2 separate regions of the Callithrix jacchus genome follow, and region 2 is linked to region 1. Evidence: chromatin contacts called from public Hi-C data. All regions are on one chromosome and are shown on one strand. The core of a region is the stretch at or near the end of the contact, and the rest is flanking DNA. Distances in the headings are between cores, read along the strand shown. Region 1 has its middle 34 kb from the start of MCM5. Region 2 has its middle 38 kb from the start of MB.

Region 1 (4,803 bases), core at 1,218-3,717:
ATGGATGGCTGAATATGTGGGAGGGTGGATGTATGTATGTATATGTTGGTGGGTGGATGAATATGTGGGAGGGTGGATGTATGTATGTATATGGTGGTGGGTGGATGAATATGTGGGTGGGTGGATGGATGGATGGCTGAATATGTGGGAGGGTGGATGTATGTATGTATATGTTGGTGGGTGGATGGATGAATAAATATGTGAGTGGGTGGATGAAATGTAGGTGGGTGGATGGATGGATGGGTGAATATGTGGGTAGATGGATGGATGGATGGATGAATTGATATGTGGGTGGATGGACAGATATGTGATATGGTAAATGGATGAATATGTGGGTGGGTGGGTGGATAGATGAATAAGGGGGTGAATGGATGAATGGATGAATATGTGGGTGATGGATGGATGGATATGTGGGTAAATGGATGGATAAATATGTGGGAGGGTGGATAGATGGATAAATATGAGAGTGCATGGATGAATATGTGGGTGGATGGATGGATGGATGGATGTCAGACAAGCAGCAGTTCTCAGACTAAGAGCAGGGTTATTTACACATACCACTTCGGCATCTGCCTGAGAGGTAGGGATGGGGTTTCCTAGGAGACAGTGGTCCGTGCCTGGGTCCTTCTGCCTGGAAGACCCTTACCCTTCCCCTTCCTTGTCCCCAACCCATAGGTGGTGAATAGAGAGATGAAGCGGACAGTGGGAAACAACAGTTGAGCATTACCACTAACTTGCTGTATGTCTAGGACCAGTCACTCCTCATCTCTGGGCTTGTCTCCCTCACTAAAATGTGAAAGGCTAGGACTAGACTGACACTTTCCAACCTGGCTGGTATCAGAATCCTCCGGAAAGCTTGTGAAAATGCAGATGCCCAGGTCTCAGGCCCACTAAACCAGCATCAGTTTTTAACAAGCTGCCCAGGCAACTCTCACAATTGGTCAGATTTGGAGATAAGGGACTAACGGGTCCCCAGGGTCCCAGTTGTGACACTCCCGGCCCATGGCAAGATATGGCCCTTCCTGTAACCCTTCCTCTTTCTCTCCCTCATCTCCTCTTTCTGATAGTCAGTAACCTTTCAGTTACAAGGTCAGGAGCCCAACCCACCCTAACTGAAGGGAAATCTATTTGCAGACATACAAATAAATTCACAAAGCAGAATTGCTTTTAGGCTTAGCTGGATCCAGGGGTTCAAAGAGTCTCAAGACTGTCATTCCATCTCTCAGCTGTTTCCTCAGCTTATCAGTTTCATTTCCAGGTAGGCTCTGTCTACATGGCATGATAATGGCTGATGGCCCACCCAACTCTGCTATGCCACTCCACAATCTTATAGAAAGTGAGAGAACCTCTCTCTTTTGTGTCCATGAATAAAATATCACAGAAGACTCGGATTGGTCTGGCCTGAGTCATGTGCCCACCAGGAGCCAATCCCTAGGCCAGGGTATGAGGCATTCTGATTGGCCAGTCCAGGTCACATGACCAGAGAAAACCCAGTGTGTTCAGGGCACTGTCTATTTCCTAGGCCTAAGCGCTGGTCAACTCTCAACCATGGGGACTTCCTGCAAGAGGGAGGGGAAGAGAGCCTAGCATCTTCCTGGAGCTGGTCTGCAGGCAGGTATCAGACAATTCATCACCTGCCCAAGAATCAGGATTTTGTGGCTGTGTACAGAGAAATTTCTGGAGGATCCAGGCCAATGGTCTCCTTGTGTTCTCTGAAGGAGGTGGCCCTGGTGATGTGAGGCTGAGTCTGGGGTCCTCTCTCCATCTGGCTTTGTGAAGTCACCCTTCCATCCTCATCTATGAACTGACTCTCCCCCGGCAAAGCTTAGGTTTCTAGGCCCAGAGATAAGCATCTTTTCTGCCCACCTCATAATCCCAAGGGCACTTTGCCAGTGCCTTCTCATTTGTGTTTGTGAAGGTCGGTGGGGATATGATTACAGCCAGGCTGCCTTCCTAGGACAGAGTCCTGAGCCAGAATGGCCTTGGCCCTGCCCTAATGGGTTTTGACATGGGAAGGTGAGCCAGGGGCAGAGAGCCAGGGCTGGGGAGAGTTGAGCAGCTCTGCAAAGAGTCAAGGGGGGAACTGAGGGGAGAAGGCACGAAGCCAGGGAGATGGAAAAAGGCCAGGAGCCCTGGTTCATGAGCTATACAGGGTGCAGTAGGCGCTGACAAAGGAGTAGAAACAGCAGGGCCCCCTTGTAGAAAATGTGAAGCCCCCAGCTGCCCCGTCTGCCCAGCTTTCAATAAAGCCTTGCACATAAGAGAGGGCTTTGGTGGAAACTGAAGAAGGGGCTGAACCCCGAGTCTGGATGCTGGCACATATAACAGAGCGTGTGGAGGTGGTGGTGAAGCCTGGAGGCTGCGGAAAGTCAGAGGAAGCAGGAGCCTGAAGCCTTCGGGGCCGCGGCGGTCTGTGGGTGGGGAGGCTGTTACAGCTGGATCCAGGCCTGGGAAGGCAGGGGGCCCAAACACCGTCTGGGACCCATTGGGGCTAGCCATTTTCCCTCCATTTACATTCAGCTGTGGGAAGCGCAGCAAAAAGTACCATATTCTTTTCCCTCTCAAGCAGACAGGCCCAAGAGGTCGTCCAGCAGGCCTGCAGCAGAGGCAGGACTGTAACCCAGGCCTCCACCTCCAAGACCAAGTTAGGGAGACTGGCAGGGGTGCCTGCGGGGTCTCCCTCTCCCTCTGCCTGCCCCTCCTGGCCAGGTTGTGTCCTGCTCAGACCCGCTGTGCCAAAGCTTCAGGGGACAGGCCCACAGAACAAAGGCTGCGGCAGGAGGACCCGGAACAAAGCTCCTGCTGTGTAGACTAACTTCCAAAATAAGCCCAACTCCCTGAAAGTCTGGTCACTATAGCAACGGGGAAGTTGTTCTGCAGAAGCCTCCTCACTGAAAGGCCCAGTGGCCACCGCCTTCCTCCTCTCCTCCCCAAGGAATCAAGTCCCACCGGCACCAGGAGGAGCCTTCTACCAGGCTACCAGGGTCAGACCCCAGGGTAGGCGTCTTCACACACACACATGCTGTCACAGTGAGGCCCCACCGCGGCCCTGAGAGGCAGCCATGGTCATCGTCACTCTGCACACTGGACCCCTAGGGGCTCTGAGACAGGGGTTCTCACCAGGGTCACACACGGCTCAAGTCTCTCTGCCTCCAGGTCCAGCAATGCAGAGGAACTGGGAGGCCTGGATTCAAACTCCCATCTTCCTCCCTGTCTCCCAGCCTCCTCCTCATTCCTTTTTTTTTTTTTTTTTGAGACGGAGCCTTGCTCTGTCACCCAGGCTGGAGTGCAGTGGTGCAATCCCAGCTCACTGTAACCTCTGCCTCCCGGGTTCAAGCAATTCTCCTGCCTCAGCCTCCTGAGTAGTAGGACTACCGGCACCCACCACCATGCCCAGCTAATTTTTGTATTTTAGTAGAGACGAGGTTTTGCCATGTTGGCCAGGCTGGTCTTGAACACCTGACCTTAAGCAATCCACCCACCTCGGCCTCCCAAAGTGCTAGGATTACAGGCGTGAGCCACTGGGCCCGGTCTCATTCCTTCTGAGCCTAAGTCTCCCCTTCCCACCCAAAGCATTGTCGGGGTAGAGATGGGGACAGTTGTGCGTCCTTCCCAGGCTGTTAGTGGTGAACATGCATGATCACCTGTGAGCAGGGACTGTGGGACTCTTGTCACAACCTCCTGCCCTCAGGGCTTTATTACAGCAGTGTCCCATGTGGCACTCACTAATAGTTCCTCCCTATGGGGTAGGTGGTGTCTGTGCGCTAGCTTTCTCTCCCACTTCTGGGGACAGGCCCTGTCCTGCCTAGTCACAAAAGTAGGAAATGATCTGGACCTGACCAGTTGATCTTGGTATCTCATCTCTCTGGCAACTGTGATTGGTCCAAGAGATAATGACTGGCCCAAGCACAGCCAATCAGAGTTCCCCTGGGACTGATAAATGGATGCGTAGAGAAAAAAGATCTTGCTCTCTTGACAGAGAGGGTGGGGAGTTCAGGTTGCTGACTTGGAACTTTCACGGGGCCTTGTCCCACATATCGTACAGAAGATGTATCATCAGAGTTCAGTGGCAGACAACGAAATCCATTCCAGCTAGTAGGAAAAAGATTTTTTTTTCAGCATATTATTAATAAGTGCCTGAGCATCCAGGAAAGCTACTTAAAACGCTGCAGAACTGGGCTAAGACACCAGGGCTCCTGCCTCCATCGGGACGCTGTGGAACTGGAAAGCCACCTCTACAACTTCTAGCTCCAGAATTACGCCTGCACTCTGCTACCATCCACACAGCAAAATGCATGCTTAGATGCTCCGTGCCCTGCCTCTTTCCCCAGGAAACTCAGTTCCAAATTCTAGTCTGTGTGTGTTGCATTCGATGGCAGGATTTCCGTGCCATCAAAAACACTAGCAGCAAGAAAATGTGGTTAAGTTTTCCAACCTCGGCAGCATAGGAGGGGACGCCACATGGACGCCATGGCAGGCATGGTGTGTCCCACGGGCAAAGTCTGACCTTCACCGCCATCGCTGTCATCCCTGGAGCCAGGGACCCCAGGTCCAGCCTGAGCTCTGCTGTTTCCTCACTGTGTGTCCTCCAGCAAACCGTCTCCTGGGGCCTCAGTCTGTCCATCTATCATTTGGGAGTATTTGGACCTGTCTGAAGTATGTCGCAGAGTGGTCATGAGGCTCAAGGTGAGACAACAGGCAGGAAAGCCTTGGTGCACGCAAAAAGCGATGCCCCTGGGAAAGTTTATTACTATTCAGTAAACAGCTTTAACCAAGAGGAAAATGAACCGAGGGTGAAATGAC
Region 2 (4,723 bases), core at 351-2,850, 140 kb before region 1:
AATTTTGCTCCATCACAAGTTACTCCAAAACTTAGTGGCTTAGAACAATCAGCATTTTTCTCCCATGCGGTGTTCGAGGATCAGGAATTTGGGAGTGGCTTGACTGGGTGGTTCTGGCTCAGGATCCCTCTCCTGCAGTTGTGGGCAGGATGTCAGTTAGGGCTGTAGTCATCTGAGGCTGGACAGGAGACAGAGGATCCCCTTTGAAGGTGGCGCCCTCGCACGGCTGGCCAGGTCGTGCTGGCCGTGGGCCAGAGGCCTCAGTCTCTCACCATGTGGATCGCTCCACAAAGCTGCTTGAGTGTCTTCCCAAGATGGCAGCTGGATTCTCCCAGAGCACGTGGTACAAGAGAACCAGGGAGGAAGTGCAGTACCTTTCATGACCCAGCCTCAGAAGTCACGCTCTGGCATTTACGCAATATCCTCTCGGAACACAGGTCCTCTGCTCCGTGTGGAAGGGGACTCCGCAAAGGTGTGCATATCAAGAAGCCGGGATCTCTGAGCACCACCTCGGAGGCTGGCTAAACTGTGTTTTGCTTTAGGGATGTAGTCGTGAGCAAAAGCATGGTTATCTCCCTCACAGTCAAGTGTGTCTATGTGTGTCTGTGGCTGTGTGTGTACACGAGCGTCGGGTACAAAAAAACCTTGAGACACATTCTACGAAGCAAACAGACAGGGTGGCCTGATGCTGTATAACAGGGTCTTATAGAAAAGGCTTCTCCAAGGACGGGGCTTTGGGATTGAGGCCTGAGGGTGAAAGGAGCCTGCCAGGGACCAGGGAGTGGGGAAGGGTGTTGCAGGCAGACTTGGAGAGGTGCCAACGTGGTGGCCCCTGGAACTGGCCCGCCTGGCTCTCATGCTTCTTGGCCACCCTCTTTGACCTCAGTTTCCTCATCTGTAAAAGAGGATAATAGCAGATCCTACCTCCTATGGGGTTGGAGGGATTAAGGGAGATACTTTGAGAGCCTGGTGTACCACGTGCTCAGAAATGTGAGTGTCATCACCACTATTCAACAGTGGCGCGCAAAGATGACAAAGACGTGGCCCCAGCTGTGAGGCCTGACCTGGAGGGAGGCACTGTTTGAAGCATTTCCCAGGGGTGATCTCACCTCACGGAAGGCAACCATCTAGTATGGGAGATGGGCACGTAAGACAAGCGTTGGAACACCCAGGACAGGGGATGGGAGCACAGCTGTGGGAGAAGGGGGAGGAGGGTGATCTCCCTGATCCTGCACAGGAGGGGTGCCTGGGAAGGCTCACCTATAAGTGGCACAGCCATCTAGAGAGATGAGTGGGCAGAGAAACTTCTAGGTGGCCAACATGGGCTGGAGGGAGCACAAGGTCTGCAGGGGACAGCAGGTAGTTCTTTGTAGTTCCAGGCGGCTGGAACTCTGGGCTCTGTGGACTCAAGGAAGGAGAAGGAGAAACAGGCTTGTGTAATGAATGGGGTGGGTCTTGACCGTCACATTTGAGTGGGCTTTCCTTTGGGGTGGGGTCAACGAGCAGGAAAGCTGGGGGAGGCAGGGACAGCCACCTTGGGGTTGTAGGAGCTTCCTCTGGCTACAGGGAGGAAGGAGTGGAGGCAGGGAGGCCAGTGGAAACATGAGGCCAGGAGAGGAATGGTGAGGTCAGGACCAGGGCAATGGGAATGGAGGGGAGAGGGTGTACCCTAGAGGGGAAGGGGGAGCTGAGCAGGAGAGGAGGGGCAGAGGAGGGGAAGAGGGCAGTACCTCCTGCCCTTTTCAGGTCCTGGCCAAGTCCCCACTCCTTTCCAGGGAGTTCCCCGATTCCCTTCTCTCCCTGACCTCAGACACAATTACCTCCAGTCCTATAACACCGAATAGGCTGGGCACAGTGGCTTATTACTGTAATCCCAGCACTTTGGGAGGCTGAGGTGAGTGAATCACCTGTGGTCAAAAGTTCAAGACCAGCCTGGCCAACATGGCAAAACCCTGTCTCTACTAAAAAATACAAAAAATTAGCAGGGTGTGGTAGCAAGCACCTGTAATTTCATCTACAGGAGGCTGAGACAGGAGAATTGCTTAAACCTGGGAGGCAGAGGTTGTAGTGAGCCGAGATCACACCATTACACTCCAGCCTGGGCAACAGAGCAAGACTCAGTCTCAAAAAAAAAAAAGATAACACTAGATAGGCAAGAGATTGTGGGAACTCTTGGTCATTCCTGCATTATGGCACTTATTATTTCAATGGTGGCTACCATTTATAGAGCACTTACTGTATTCCAGGTACACACACACACACACACACACACACACACACACTTCATTCTAACCTCACATAGCCTAGCAAGGTAGGCACATGGCTCCTGTTTTACAGATGAGAATCTTGAGGGTAAGTAATTTACCAAAAGTCACACCGCTAGTTAGAGAGGGTCTGGGTTTCACCAAATTAGCTAATTGAAAGTGCTTATATAGTGCCTGGTATATAGCAGGCACTCAATAAATGCTAGCCACTCCACCATCTTTTTTAGAGACAGGATTTTGCTATGTTGCCCAGGCTGAGTGCAGTGGCTCTTCACCTGCATGATCATGGCACACTACAGCCTCTGAGTCTTGGGTGCAAGTAATCCTCCTCCGGAGTAGCGGGGATTACTGATGTGCACCACCACGCCTGGCCCTTCCACTATTTTTGCTAGCGTCATCGGCTAGATCAGTCTGGCTGCAGAGCCCACGCCCCTCTGAGGGGGCCATTTGGATCTCTCTGGCCTGATTCTGATAGGCTGTCATCTGTTTACCTGCCCCACTGAGCTGTGGAGTCCTGCAGAGCAGGGACCGGGTCTGATTGGTGTGTGGGTCTTGAGCGCCCCTGGTGGGTAAGGCACAGAGTGCATGGTCAGTGATGGTTTGTTGAGTGAGCATCTCAAGTTCCTGTCTCTTAGAATCATGGGATTTCTCCAGCCTTGTTTGCCCCTTAGAATGATGGAATCTCATTAGCCGCGTTTGTCTCTAAGAATCATGGGGTTTCCCCAGACACATTTGTCCCTTAGAATCATGGGGTTTCTCCCACCATGTTTGTGCCTTAGATTGATGGAATTTCATTAGCCATGTTTGTTTCTAAGAATCATGGGGTTTCTCCAGCCATGCTCGGCCTTAGATCATGGGGTTTCTCTACGGTGGAGCCTTGGTTGATCACTTCAGCCAGGACACTCTGTCTCTTACCAGCCACCTTCTTCCCTTTCTCAGAAGCTGGCCCATAATCCAGCTCCTACCAGCCATACCCTCCTCTTTGTCCCGGGCCAATGCCCCCTGCCCATCCCCAGGCCAAATCAGGAGTCTCCACCAAGAGCTCACTTGTCTTGCCCTGGTCTCCCAGAGTGCTCAGGCTCAGGGCAAGCTCCACCTCCTCGCCCATCCCTCCAGCCACCTGTGTCTGCCCCTGACTGGCTGCAGTGTGGCGTTCTCCTCTCTGAACCTCGATTTCCTCAACTGCAAAGTGAGGAGGATCATTTCGATCACCTTCAGCTCAGCTTTGTCAGTTTGCTACCGGGATCCAGCAGGGTGGAGGATGAAGACCTTCTGTGTCACTCTCTCTCCCGGTGTCTCTGTGGGATCTCTTGCTGCTCCCCGGGGAAGCGGCATGTCTCTTCAAGACCACTAGATGGCACTAGCGGGCCACCCGTCTCCCCGCAGGCGGACCTAGGGAAGAATTCCACCTGTGGGATTCCGCCCTAAAAACCACAGCCACCTACCTCCCCCAACTTGTAGGAGACCCCAAAGAGCGAAGATCTGCAGGCGGGCCCAGGCAGGATGTGCAGAAGTTAGGAAAAGGTGTGGAGGTCGAATCTGAACTGCGGAGTTCTGAGCCAGGCCAGGTTCTTAGAGAACGTTCTGGATCTCTGCTTGGCAGTTAATTTGCTGGGTGACCCTGGCCTTGTCACAGAACCCCTTTGAGACTTCAGGTTCTTCCTCTGTGAAACAGGGCACCAAGGCTCTTCTGTGCATCATGGAAACTGAATGATACTGGGGACGTAAAATGTCCCTTCTGCCTCCGGGCACAGAGCAAGCTTGTCACTTTGTAATTTACTATTATGTCTCAGAGTTTCCTCTGGGAGGAGCCTTGGGCAGGATGCCCAGAGATCCTGGTCTGCAATGGACTGTTCTCTTGCTGTGTGACCTTTGGCAAGTCACTTCCGGTCTCTGGTGGGCTGGGAGTATCATGGAAAAATAAAGGCTTGGGAATCAGACAGACTTGAGTGTGAATCCCACCCACTTCTTCTCCCGGCTGTGTGGCCTTGGGCGGCTCCGATAATTCCCTAATGATTTGTGTGACTATTTGTTCTAAGACTGTCTTCCTGGTTCTCTGGTACGTTCCACGAGGCCCAGGCTCATGTCAACATGGCTCACCTATGTAAACTCAACACTCAGCTCAGTGTCTGGTACAAGGAGCACCAATAAACACAGGCGATTCATGATCGGTGTTACTGTCACTCTATCACTGTATACATTCACTCAGCATCAGCAGCAGGGCCCGTGTTCAGAGCTTCCCCTGAGCTTTTGTTTTGTTTTGTTTTTAGACGGAATTTTGCTCTTGTTGTCCTGGCTGGAGTGCAATGGTGCGATCTCAGCTCACTACAACCTCCGCCTCCCGGGTTTAAGCGATTCTCCTGCCTCGGCCTCCCAAGTAACTGGGGTTACAGGCATGTGCCACCACGCCCAGCTAATTTTTTTGTATTTTCAATAGAGACGGGGTTTCTCTATGTTGG

Evidence for each region. A called contact is a pair of places that touch in the nucleus more often than the background predicts.
Region 2: a contact with region 1 is called in a Hi-C map of skeletal muscle, with 8 times the contacts expected there. The contact joins two enhancer-like sites. A contact is called at or near these places in 3 of 3 Hi-C or Micro-C datasets (induced pluripotent stem cells and skeletal muscle).

The regions. Positions count from the first base shown.
Region 1 is chr1:206,287,530-206,292,332 of calJac240_pri, reverse strand. No RefSeq gene overlaps it. Among named protein-coding and RNA genes, the nearest start is that of MCM5, 34 kb to the right of the region's middle. Within about 2 kb of position 2,467, at least 3 of the 16 cell types and tissues checked have an H3K27ac peak or open chromatin away from gene starts, as enhancers often do. A contact at or near this core is called in skeletal muscle, where this site is marked.
Region 2 is chr1:206,421,823-206,426,545 of calJac240_pri, reverse strand. No RefSeq gene overlaps it. Among named protein-coding and RNA genes, the nearest start is that of MB, 38 kb to the left of the region's middle. Within about 2 kb of position 1,600, at least 2 of the 16 cell types and tissues checked have an H3K27ac peak or open chromatin away from gene starts, as enhancers often do. A contact at or near this core is called in skeletal muscle, where this site is marked.